Linked DNA regions of Triticum aestivum: region 1 is linked to region 2. Evidence: chromatin contacts called from public Hi-C data. All regions are on one chromosome and are shown on one strand. The core of a region is the stretch at or near the end of the contact, and the rest is flanking DNA. Distances in the headings are between cores, read along the strand shown. Region 1 holds the start of LOC123137887 (cyclin-dependent kinase F-4). Region 2 holds the start of LOC123137885 (ubiquinol oxidase 1c, mitochondrial).

The links. A called contact is a pair of places that touch in the nucleus more often than the background predicts.
Region 1: a Hi-C map of leaf shows a contact between it and region 2, with 2.7 times the contacts expected there. The contact joins the promoter of LOC123137887 here to the promoter of LOC123137885 in region 2. A contact is called at or near these places in 2 of 5 Hi-C or Micro-C datasets (both in leaf).

The regions. Positions count from the first base shown.
Region 1 is chr6B:540,461,115-540,467,292 of IWGSC CS RefSeq v2.1, reverse strand. It overlaps LOC123137887 (cyclin-dependent kinase F-4), which reads right to left and starts at 2,548. Exons shown (of 15, transcript XM_044557747.1): 1 at 2,157-2,548; 2 at 764-1,008; 3 at 85-468. The coding sequence starts at 92.
Region 2 is chr6B:540,278,974-540,285,152 of IWGSC CS RefSeq v2.1, reverse strand. LOC123137885 (ubiquinol oxidase 1c, mitochondrial) reads left to right here and starts at 3,358. Exons shown (of 4, transcript XM_044557739.1): 1 at 3,358-3,990; 2 at 4,067-4,195; 3 at 4,276-4,764; 4 at 4,876-5,580. The coding sequence starts at 3,373. The coding sequence ends at 4,935.

The DNA of each region.
Region 1 (6,178 bases), core at 1,299-3,798, 180 kb before region 2:
AGGCGCTCTAAGAAAAATGCAAACCCAAAACAGGAATTCAATACAACTGTTATCCAGAGGAGAAAAAATTACAAAAAGGGTTACCTATCCATTGTTCCGGTAATTTTGTTGCGTGATAGAAGCTTTTTCCTTTGGGACAACCAGGTATCAAGAAGCCTTTTCCTTTGGGACAACCAGGTATCAAGAAAAATCAACAACAAGCACAGAGAAGTGTTTCAAAGTCTAAGCGACCAATATCTTGTCTATCAGTTCGCACGAACAGATGTATGATCCGTCAATTGAACAGTGGGCCTCCACTAGCTTGTGCTGTCTTGGATTTGGTCCCCTCACAAAGATCCCACAGCAATCATAGTAGAGTCCCAGAATATAGCAAGGATGAGCCTTGACCTCAGATGGTATACAGCAAAGCAAATGGCAACTAACTAGGGAGTGACAGATGGAGACTGAATGCAGTAAAGATGGTTGACCCTGCATATATTAGCAAAGAGAAAAGAAATTCAGAATGTTTCAAGAGATATGGTTGATTTAGTTTTTCACATGCCAATACATGCAGGAAAGAACAGTTTGAACTCCCAATAGTAGAATTTAATTATTCTACGAGCACATCATTGGCCAGTTTACATGATCAGCATCTACTACTGGATTTGACTACAATAAGAAGTTAGTCTGGAGATGATGCGCTGATAAATAGAGAATGCAAAATGAGATGATAAAAGCTTAGCCAATAGAACAAAAGAAAGGAAAAACAAAGCAGGTATTTTACATGTAGATGTGGAGCATAGACTGGAGTATCGCTTCAGGATCGCCTCAGCCTGCTGTCGTTGAGCATAGAACTACTATGTGCAGTTCACCAGAGAGAAGAGTTGGGTGTTCCCACGAGCTAAAACACGCCAATCAAAAGTTTCTTCTGAAACAAATAGCTTGCATTGAAGGTGATATGCCCCGAAGACCACTTTTCCCATGTCTTTGATGAACACTTTAAACTCCGAAGATCACTGCTGGTGCAATCTGATACAATGTATTTGAATCAGAATGATGTGGTCGATTATAACACTTTTTGCGCTCGATGACATGGTATAGTGTATGCCAAAGGAATAAGAATCACCCTCAAAAAAAAGGAACAAGAATCATTTACATGAAGCATGAACATCAATACGGCATAGAACCATTTGGATTATATATAACGCAGTCGACTGACGATCTCTATCAGAAAACAACACAAACTTAGCAACATTTCCAAATCTAGTTTAAAGCATCCATTTTAATATACTAAGATATATGGGGGTATGTACACAGCAAAAATTTGAATTGAATCATTTTAAGTGGGTAGTAATTTACGGCCCACGTGTTGCTAGAACCAACACTAACGCACAAAATGAAACATAGTTCTCAGGGAAATATCAGAATCAGGTATAGCACTCTTTTACCTAAATCACATAATACTAGGCATACATTAATATCAGGGTAGAAGTCTATAATATTGGTGGAGCTGGACATTGCAAACCATATCGATATCAATGATGCTATTCATCAATCGCAATAACGAGCCGGCATCTCAATTGGCATGGTGATCAAGCTATACCACTGCTTGAAACATGGAAGTTGGAAAACAATGTTGCTATCTCATTACTGGCTCAAACGGTTTTATCGTAGCAAAATCCATACATATAGAAACATCTCCGAATTCAAAATATCGCCTCGGGTTGGAACCAATGGGAAGACGCCTGCATTGCTACCTTATTTTTCTGAGCTTCTCTCTCAAACTTCTGTATTGCCACCTCAATCACAATTTACATTGCAGGCACAAAAACACATAGATTTTTCTCATCTATAGGAAGAAAAAAGGCGCCTTTTAACGAGAAAAAAGGAACCTTTCCGCGCAAACAGAAAAATCTAAATCAGACAACAAAAGGAAGGACGAAAAATCCAAACAAAAAAGCACCCCAGTATAATCCTGAAAACAAGCTACCGCGGCACCGCGAGGCACAAACCTATACATGGATTCGCATTGGAGCGAATGCCCGGTGGCCGCTCAGATCCGGCGCCTGGGACACAGATCCGGGGCAAATCGCCTGGAGCAAGCAAAGCGGGGAGGGAGGGAGACGGAGCGCGACGCGAGAAAGGCGGGGGGCAATGGAGCGGAATCGATGCCATACCTTACCAGGCGGGCAAAGGAGCATAGGGTGGTGGTGGTGGTGGTGGCTCCCCACGTGCCGCTGCAGCGGCAGCGTGTCGGCGCGGCCCACCTCAGCCCAGCCCCGCGCGGCGCGGCGCAAAGGAGGAGGCCGGTGGGGCGGCGCAGCGCCGGTGATTGTGTCGCCGTGGCGGCGGCGGGCGGCGGCGGGGAATGTTGCGAGGGAGGAAAGAAGGGAGAGATAATGAGCCGCGGCCTGCCTCCCACCGCACCCTCCCCTGGCTTTCTACCCGCGACGCGCCCCGTTACTTTTTATAACCGTGACCCACAGCATCCGTCCCCGGCGCCACACCGCGTCGCCCCTCGCGCTCCGCCGGCCTCCCCTCCCTAACCTTTTTTTAACCTCTCTCCTCGGCTGACGAAGACCCTTTTCGTTCGGGTTTGCCCCAGCGGAGGGGAAGCAAAGTATTCCTGTCTCTCTTTTCACCCGCCCCCGAACCAACAACCTATCGATTGATTGCCATGGACGCTTTGGGGTGAGGTGGGGTGAAATGATGGGGAGATCGTAACCGTGTGGACTTGTCTCGCCACGGCCCGCCCGACGTTGATCGGCGGTGGTTACCGGATGCAGCGGGATGGCGACGGACGGACGCGATGCTCCTCCGCATGTCAGTCAGTGCCAACAACAACAACAACAACAAAGCCTTTAGTCCCAAACAAGTTGGGGTAGGCTAGAGGTGAAACTCATAAGATCTCGCAACCAACTTATGGCTTTGGCACATGGATAGCAAGCTTCCACGCACCCCTGCCATAGCTAGCTCTTTGTCGATACTTCAATCCTTCAGGTCTCTCTTAACGGACTCCTCCCATATCAAAATCGGTCGACCCCGCCCTCTCTTGACATTCTCCGCACGCTTTAGCCGTCCGCTATGCACTGAAGCTTCTGGAGGCCTGCGCTGAATATACCCAAACCATCTCAAACGATGTTGGACAAGCTTCTCCTCAATTGGTGCTACCCCAACTCTATCTCGTATATCATCATTCCGGACTCGATCCTTTCTCGTGTGGCCACACATCCATCTCAACATACGCATCTCCGCCACACCTAACTGTTGAACATGTCGCCTTTTAGTCGGCCAACACTCCGTGCCATACAACATTGCGGGTCGAACCGCCGTCCTGTAGAACTTGCCTTTTAGCTTTTGTGGCACTCTCTTGTCACAGAGAATGCCAGAAGCTTGGCGCCACTTCATCCATCCGGCTTTGATTCGATGGTTCACATCTTCATCAATACCCCCATCCTTCTGCAATATTGACCCTAAATACCGAAAGGTGTCCTTCCGAGGTACCACCTGGCCATCAAGGCTAACCTCCTCCTCCTCACAGCTAGTAGTACTGAAACCGCACATCATGTACTCGGTTTTAGTTCTACTAAGCCTAAACCCTTTCGATTCCAAGGTTTGTCTCCATAACTCTAACTTTCTATTTACCCCCGTCCGACTATCGTCAACTAGCACCACATCATCCGCAAAGAGCATACACCATGGGATATCTCCTTGTATACCCCTTGTGACCTCATCTATCACCAATGCAAAAAGATAAGGGCTCAAAGCTGACCCCTGATGCAGTCCTATCTTAATCGGGAAGTCATCGGTGTCGACATCACTTGTTCGAACACTTGTCACAACATTATTGTACATGTCCTTGATGAGGGTAATGTACTTTGCTGGGACTTTGTGTTTCTCCAAGGCCCACCACATGACATTTTGCGGTATCTTATCATAGGCCTTCTCCAAGTCAATGAACACCATATGCAAGTCCTTCTTATGCTCCCTATATCTCTCCATAAGTTGTCGTACCAAGAAATTGGCTTCCATGGTCGACCTCCCAGGCATGAAACCAAACTGATTTTTGGTCACGCTTGTCATTCTTCTTAAGCGATGCTCAATGACTCTCTCCCATAGCTTCATTGTATGGCTCATCGGCTTAATTCCACGGTAATTAGTACAACTCTGAACATCCCCCTTGTTCTTGAAGATTGGTATTAATATACTCCGTCTCCATTCTTTTGACATCTTGTTTGCCCGAAAAATGAGGTTGAGAAGCTTGGTTAGCCATACTATCGCTATGTCCCCGAGACCTTTCCACACCTCAATGAGGATACAATTAGGGCCCATCGCCTTGCCTCCTTTCATTCTTTTTAAAGCCTCCTTCACCTCAGACTCCTGGATGCGCCGCACAAAATGCATGCTGGTCTCATCAAAGGAGTCATTCAATTCAATGGTAGAACTCTCATTCTCCCCATTGAACAGCTTGTCGAAGTACTTCCACCATTTATACTTAATCTCTTCGTCCTTCACCAAGAGTTGGCCTGCTCCGTCCTTGATGCATTTGACTTGGCCAATATCCCTCGTCTTCCTCTCCCGGATCTTAGCCATCTTATAGATGTCCCTTTTTCACCTTCCTTCGTGCCTAACCGTTGGTAGAGGTCCTCATATGCCCGACCCCTTGCTTCACCAACAGCTCGCTTTGCGGCCTTCTTCGCCATCTTGTACTTCTCTATGTTGTCTGCACTCCTATCCAGGTATAGGCGTCTGAAGCAATCTTTCTTCTCTTTAAGCGCCTTCTGGACATCATCATTCCACCACCAGGTATCCTTATCTTCGCTTCTCCTTCCCCTGGACACTTCAAACTCCTCCGAGGCCACCTTACGAATGCAAGTCGCCATTTTCATCCACACATTGTCCGCATCCCCTCCTTCCTCCCAAGGGCCCTCCTTAAATACCCTCTTCTTGAACACCTGAGCTACCTCCCCCTTGAGCTTCCACCACTTCGTTCTAGCGACCTTGGCACGCTTATCCCGCTGGACACGAATCCGAAAGCGAAAGTCAGCAACCACCAGCTTATGCTGGGGTACAACACTCTCCCCAGGTATCACCTTACAGTCTAGGCACGCACGCCTATCTTCTCTTCTCGAGAGGATGAAATCAATCTGGCTAGAGTGTTGGCCACTACTAAAAGTCACCAGATGTGAATCTCTCTTTCTAAAGAGGGTGTTAGCTACAATCATGTTGTAGGCTAGAGCAAAGCTTAAGACATCTTCTCCTTCTTGATTCCTGATGCCATAGCCAAAGCCCCTATGCGCCCCTTCAAAACCTGTGTTAGATGTACCCACGTGGCCATTGAGGTTTCCTCCTATGAAGAGCTTCTCACCAATCGGTACACTCCTAACCATGTCTTCCAAGCCTTCCCAGAACTCCCTCTTGGTGTTCTCATTGTGGCCTACTTGCGGGGCATATGCGCTGATAACATTGAGAACCAAGTCCTCAGCTACCAGCTTGACCAGGATAATCTGGTCCCCACGTCTCCTGACGTCTACCACTCCATACTTGAGGCTCTTGTTGATCAAGATGCCTACGCCATTTCTGTTTGCAGCCGTCCCCGTGTACCACAGCTTGAAGCCGGTATCCTCCACCTCCTTCGCCTTCTGTCCTCTCCATTTGGTTTCTTGGACGCAAAGGATATCAACACCTCTCCTCACTGCTGCATCAACTAGCTCCCGAAGCTTCCCTGTCAGAGACCCTACGTTCCAGCTACCTAAGCGAATCCTCCTAGGCTCGGCTAGCTTCCTTACCCTTCCCACTCGCCGAGTCAAATGCGAAGACCCTTGCTTATTTCCCACTACATCCGGGCGCCGATGTAGCGCGCCACTAAGGATGCGACGACCCGATCCTCGCTCACTTGCCACCGTATCCGGATCAAGATACGGCGCGCCACTTGGGGGGTGACGGCCCGGCCCTTGCCCATTTTCCACCACACCCGGGTTCCGATGTGGCGCGTCGCTGAGAGGGTTACGCCCCAACGAAAATCTTTTGGGTTTCATCTCCATAAAAGTGGCTGAGTTTTTACGTTGGCTCGCCAAGCCTATCACAACCCTCCTCCTTTACCCGGGCTTGGGACCGGCTATGTTGAGACAACATAGGCGGAGTTGCATGTCAGTCAGTGCCAGCTTGGCATATTTATTCAGCATTCGTTCCAAGTAAC
Region 2 (6,179 bases), core at 2,109-4,608:
CAGAGATGAGTTGTTGTTGGAATATTTTCCGGAGCACAAGGCTCTTTTAAACAAAATGATCATTCACATAAGATAGTTGTCATATTTATGGGATAGCAACAAAGCTGATGCTATGTGAATATCGAGCCTTGCATCTGGCACCATGCTACTTAACCTGTGTCCTAATTTCCGATCATCGTTATTAAAGGTCTACTGAAGATGGCTAACCACAAGCTCTCTCTCGAAATAGACAACTCCAGAACCGGCTATGTTGCCTCTCTTTGCTTGACACGTTATATGGACTAACAAAATGTGCAGCTCTGTTTTTTTTAAAGGGGGGCTCTCCGGCCTCCGCATCAGAACGATGGATGCGGCCAACTTTATAAATAAGCAAATAGGTTCAATAAGGTCTTAAAGTCTCAAATGAAAGTAAAGAAAAGCTCACAAAGAGCCAAAGGACAATAACAAACCAGCCAAAAAAAGCCACAACCGGCTGGCATAAAAAAGATAGGTAAACTAATTGCCTATCCTATTACATGACTGCCATCCAAACCGGTTGAAGATATCCCGTGCTACCATCTCCCAGCGGATAGATCCAGTAACCAAACGCTTCTTGGCCTCCGTCGGAGTGAGTAGCGACCACATACGGATCAACGCAGTGGCTCGAAAGTTAACCTGCAAAAAATGAATTTTTGTTATTCTGTTAAAAACCAAATCATTTCTGTAGTTCGAGTCTGCCCACAATAAAGCACATACACCTACGCGAATGTGTCTCGCTGTTTCGGACTCTATCCCGTTAAGCCACGTTTCAAATAACGTGCTGACAAAACTCGGAGGAGTAATGTTAAAAGCAATGTGGACCGTCCGCCATAGAACTTTGGCTAACGGGCAATCAAGAAAAAGGTGTTTGATAGTTTCATCGCGATCACAGAAACTACACCTAGTAGGTCCTGTCCAGTTACGCTTTGCTAAATTGTCTTTGGTTAAGCTGACTTGTTTATGTACAAACCACAAAAACACTTTAATTTTCAAAGGAACTTTGACTGTTCAAACATATTTGGAACTAGGAATAGAGCTTGAATTGATAACATATCCAGACCTAGTAAGCTTCCAGCGTAATTGATCAGGCTGTTGAGACAGCTGCACCTCCATCGGTTTACTCACTAGATGGAGCCACTCTTCCCAACGATTACCGAGTAGCGTCCTCCTGAACTGAATATTAAGGGGAATGGATTGAAATACCGTTGCAACGAAAGCATCACATCATTGAACAATACGATACAGAGATGGGTATTGAAGTGCAAGGGGGGTCTCTCCGAGCCAAGTATCCTCCCAGAATCGTGTGCTAGCACCATTGCCGATAATAAACTTTGTCCTATTAAAAAAATACTAATTTGACTCTCATAAGCCCTTTCCAAAAAGGTGAGTCAGTCGGCCTCGCTGTCACCTGGGACAAAGTTTTGGAGTGAAGATACTTACTACGGAGGATCTGCGCCCAAGTGGCATCAGTCTCGATAGATAACTTCGACAACCACTTGCTGAGAAGACATATGTTCTTGACCTCAAGATTCTTAATGCCAAGACCCCCTTGGTCTTTCGGTCAACAGATAATATCCCATTTGGCGAGTCTGTATTTTCTTTTTAGTTCATCGCTTTGCCAGAAGAATCGGGATCGATAAAAGTCCAGCCTTTTCCTAACTCCAACTGGGACTTCGAAGAAAGACAAGAGAAACATAGGCATACTCATGAGAACCGAATTAACCTGAATTAATCGGCCTCCGTATGACATGAGCTTGCCCTTCCAGCAACTCAGTTTCTTTTCAAAGCGATCCTCGATACACTTCCATTCTCTGTTTGTCAGCTTACGATGGTGAATTGTATACCTAAATACGTAAAAGGTAAGGTCCCCAATTCGCACCCAAACAATTGCCTATAAGCCTCTTGTTCCTCATTGGCTCCTCCAAAACAGAACAATTCGCTTTTGTGAAAGTTAATCTTTAACCCGGTCAATTGTTCAAATAAACATAACACCAGCTTCATATTTCTCGCTTTTGCCAAGTCATGCTCCATAAAGATGATCATATCATCGGCGTACTGTAGGATAGACACACCTCCATCAACTAGATGAGGCACCAAGCCACCCACCTGACCAGCCTCCTTAGCCCTTTCTATTAGAATTGCCAACATATCAACTACAATGTTGAACAAAATAGGAGACATCGGATCCCCTTGTCTCAGGCCCTTATGTGTCTGAAAATAATGACCTATGTCGTCATTCATTTTAATTCCAACACTCCCTTTTTGCATGAACGTACCTGGCGTCGCCAGGCCTCATCAAACCTTTGACTTTATCGCACGCTTTCTCAAAAATCACCTTAAAAACAACTCCATCTAGTTTTTTCATGTGGATTTCATGGAGCGTTTCATGAAGGACCACAACCCCTTCTAGGATGTTTCTGTCCGGCATGAAACCAGTTTGGAAATGCTGCACCACAGAATGCGCAATCTGCGTGAGCCTATTAGTCCCAACCTTGATGAAAATTTTGAAACTAACATTGAGAAGACAGATCGGCCTGAACTGCTCAATTCTCACAGCCTCTGTTTTCTTAGGAAGCAATGTTACTGTTTCAAAATTCAAGTGAAATAACTGAACCTGTCCAGAGAATAAATCTTGGAACAATGGTAGCAAATCCCCCTTAATAATATGCCAACACTTTTTATAGAACTCCGCCGGAAATCCATCAGCTTTACTATAATCGATAGGGTGGCATTCTTTTCTCCCTATTTTCTCTCGATGTTTGTGTCGAGACAATTTAGATGCCAAGGCGCTTGAATGTCTAATGTCTATTTTTAATTTCTTCATTTTTTGAAGCTGATGATGACTCCAATTGTACAAATTGTTTATTCAGTCTTCCTTTCCTTAACAACACTAAATAAAAAGGAGATACAAAAATAATTTTTAATGTGTATATTTCCATAATGGCAGGAGTAATACGAGTTTTTTTGCTTTGTTCAAACTCTCGACAAAATTGCTTCATAACTATAATGAACGAGGAATTTTCTTCCCGCCGTACACGGGTACGGTTGAAACTCACCTGGTTGATTGCCTTTGATGTGTGATATACTCATATGGATTTATTTTTAAAAAGAAGTTTATCTACTAATGATGAAGGGAGAAATTCCTTTGTAAGGTTATTCATGCATTGCACGTGCATGCTTGCTAGTCAGTTGAAATGGGAACACAAAGATTCTAGGCACGTAGACGCACGGCCAAGTTCAGAGTCCACTGGAAGTCCTAGCAGCCACCCCCCACCACATAGCAGCCGCAACGATTTTGACACCCAATCCTGCTGCCTCCTGAAAAGCTGGGGCACATCCGAAACTACAAATCTCATGGACGAGCGCACGCAGAAGCTGTCCACCAGTCAATTGCGAGCTCGTAAATACTCTACCAGCCAAGCAGAGCCGCCGTTCATCCCACGTCTCGCGTCGTCTGCTCGTAGCGCCACGCCATCGCGGCGCGCGCTGGCTCGGCGACACGTCGTCAAGTCACCCTCTCAGAGCTTGGCACGTCCGCAGGTTCGCGAGCCTACGACCACGAGTTTCGCGAGCAGAGCGGCAGCCCACCAAGCAGGCTCGTCATCTTCGGCGATGAGTTCCCGCGTCGCCGGATCCGTCCTCCTCCGCCACCTGGGCCCGCGCGTCTTCGGGCCGACCACTCCTGCTGCGCAGAGGCCCCTGCTTGCCGGAGGAGAAGGGGGCGCCGTGGTCGTGTGGGCGCGGCCGCTGTCCACCTCCGCCGCAGAGGCGGCGAGGGAGGAGGCGGCCGCGTCCAAGGACAACGTGGCGAGCACCGCCGCCGCGACGGCCGAGGCGATGCAGGCCGCGAAGGCCCAGGCCGTGCAGGCCGCCAAGGAGGGGGGCAAGAGCCCAGTGAGCAGCTACTGGGGCATCGTGCCTGCCAAGCTGGTGAACAAGGACGGCGCCGAGTGGAAGTGGTCTTGCTTCAGGGTACTGATCAACTACAAGTTCATGCGTTCTTGTCGTTGACAGTGCACGTAATCGTGGTGACCGTGTGATTTTGCAGCCGTGGGAGGCGTACACGTCGGACACGACGATCGATCTCACCAAGCACCACAAGCCCAAGGTGCTGCTCGACAAGATCGCCTACTGGACCGTCAAGTCGCTGCGCGTGCCCACCGACATCTTCTTCCAGGTATGGTACGGTGGTCAGATATATGTGTTCGTCAGACACTGACATGACACGGCGAGCCGACTTGGGCCTATGCTATGCAGAGGAGGTACGGGTGCCGGGCGATGATGCTGGAGACGGTGGCGGCGGTGCCGGGGATGGTGGGCGGGATGCTGCTCCACCTGCGGTCGCTGCGGCGGTTCGAGCAGAGCGGCGGGTGGATCCGGGCGCTGCTGGAGGAGGCAGAGAACGAGCGGATGCACCTGATGACCTTCATGGAGGTGGCCAAACCCAAGTGGTACGAGCGCGCGCTGGTGCTGGCGGTGCAGGGCGTCTTCTTCAACGCCTACTTCCTGGGCTACATCGTGTCCCCCAAGTTTGCGCACCGCGTCGTCGGCTACCTCGAGGAGGAGGCCATCCACTCCTACACCGAGTTCCTCCGCGACCTCGAGGCCGGCAGGATCGAGAACGTCCCCGCCCCGCGCATCGCCATCGACTACTGGCGCCTCCCCGCCGACGCCAGGCTCAAGGACGTGGTCACCGTCGTGCGCGCCGACGAGGCGCACCACCGCGACGTCAACCACTTCGCCGCGGTACGCCCATCTCTCTGATGCCTGAACTCTGCTCTGCTAGCTTCTCCTGATGTGATGTCTGGACTCTGAACTGTTTTGATTCTGATGAATGATGATGGGCTGGGCATGCAGGACATCCATTTCCAGGGGCTGGAGCTCAACAAGACGCCTGCCCCGCTAGGATATCACTGACGAATGAATGCCCAGGCCGGCTTGTACTCTGCCATTGTCAGTAAAGAACAAAAGTCGTTGCTAATATATGTGTCGGATAGGTAAGGTAGTGGTGCTTGAGAAATAAAACGGCCGTATGTAACGAGAGCTCCAAGATTTCTCGAAGAACTATTCGGTTCGCTAGCGATGAACGGTGGTGCACTTCGGCTTGTAATGGAAGTTGCTTCTGTTAGCAAAGGATATATGGCGAACCAACCTATGGTTGGATGGTTAGCGGGACTGTGGTATTCCCAGCCCATCAGGGTTCAAATCCTGGTGCTCGCATTTATTCCTGGATTTATTTCAGGATTTTCGGCGATGTGCATACAGTGGGAGGAGACGTTCCCGTCGACGACGAGACGCCTACGGTGACTTCGTAAATATCAAGATGATATGCTGGCTCAGTCTTTCAGAGGTGCTCATATGGGTAGGGCGTGCGTGTTTGCGTTCATAGGGATGAATGTATGCGCGTGTATGAGCCCTTGTGTCTGTACTGATGTTCAAAAAAAATATAATGGGCTAATGGCCCATCAAACCATCGTGCCCGCAAAAAAAAAAAGCAAAGGATATATGTGCTGACATTCTGCTTCAGAATTCACAAGTGCACTTTCAGTTGCAGGCTCGAAATTTTGCATTTTCGCTTGATCCTCTTTTACTAGTTAGTCAAGAAACCAGCACCCACCGTTGACTTGCACTTCCCCGCAGGACACAAGCCAATAATCTGATCTGCTTACTCGACAGGATATTGAAACAAGATATCTTTTCATAGGAAGAAGCTACTGAACCCAACCACAGGACACACAAAATGCTAACACTTTTCTTTGAGAAAAGGAGGATTACCCCCGCCTCTACATCGAAGCGATGCATGCAACCATCTTAGAGCATCTCTAGTACACCCGTATAAGTGATCAAACCCGCATAATTTTTGCGTTTTACGGTTTTGGTCGAAAAAAGTGTTCGGAACAGAAACTGTAAAAGTGTCCAACCCGTAAAATTTTGAAGGGCCACCGAAAACGCACATCCAAAACCCTTATATTTGGAGGTTGGAAGGCCGAATCTAAGGGGCCCCGTATACCGCTCAAACCTCATCGGAGCAAACACGCCGCCGCATAGTTTGCCGGAATCCGCCCTAAACTCGTCGGAATTCATTACCGCACGCCGGAAAAGGCCGCTAGACGCCGCAATCGATCGCCGCTAGTTCGAATTGGACGAGGTCGACATCGCTG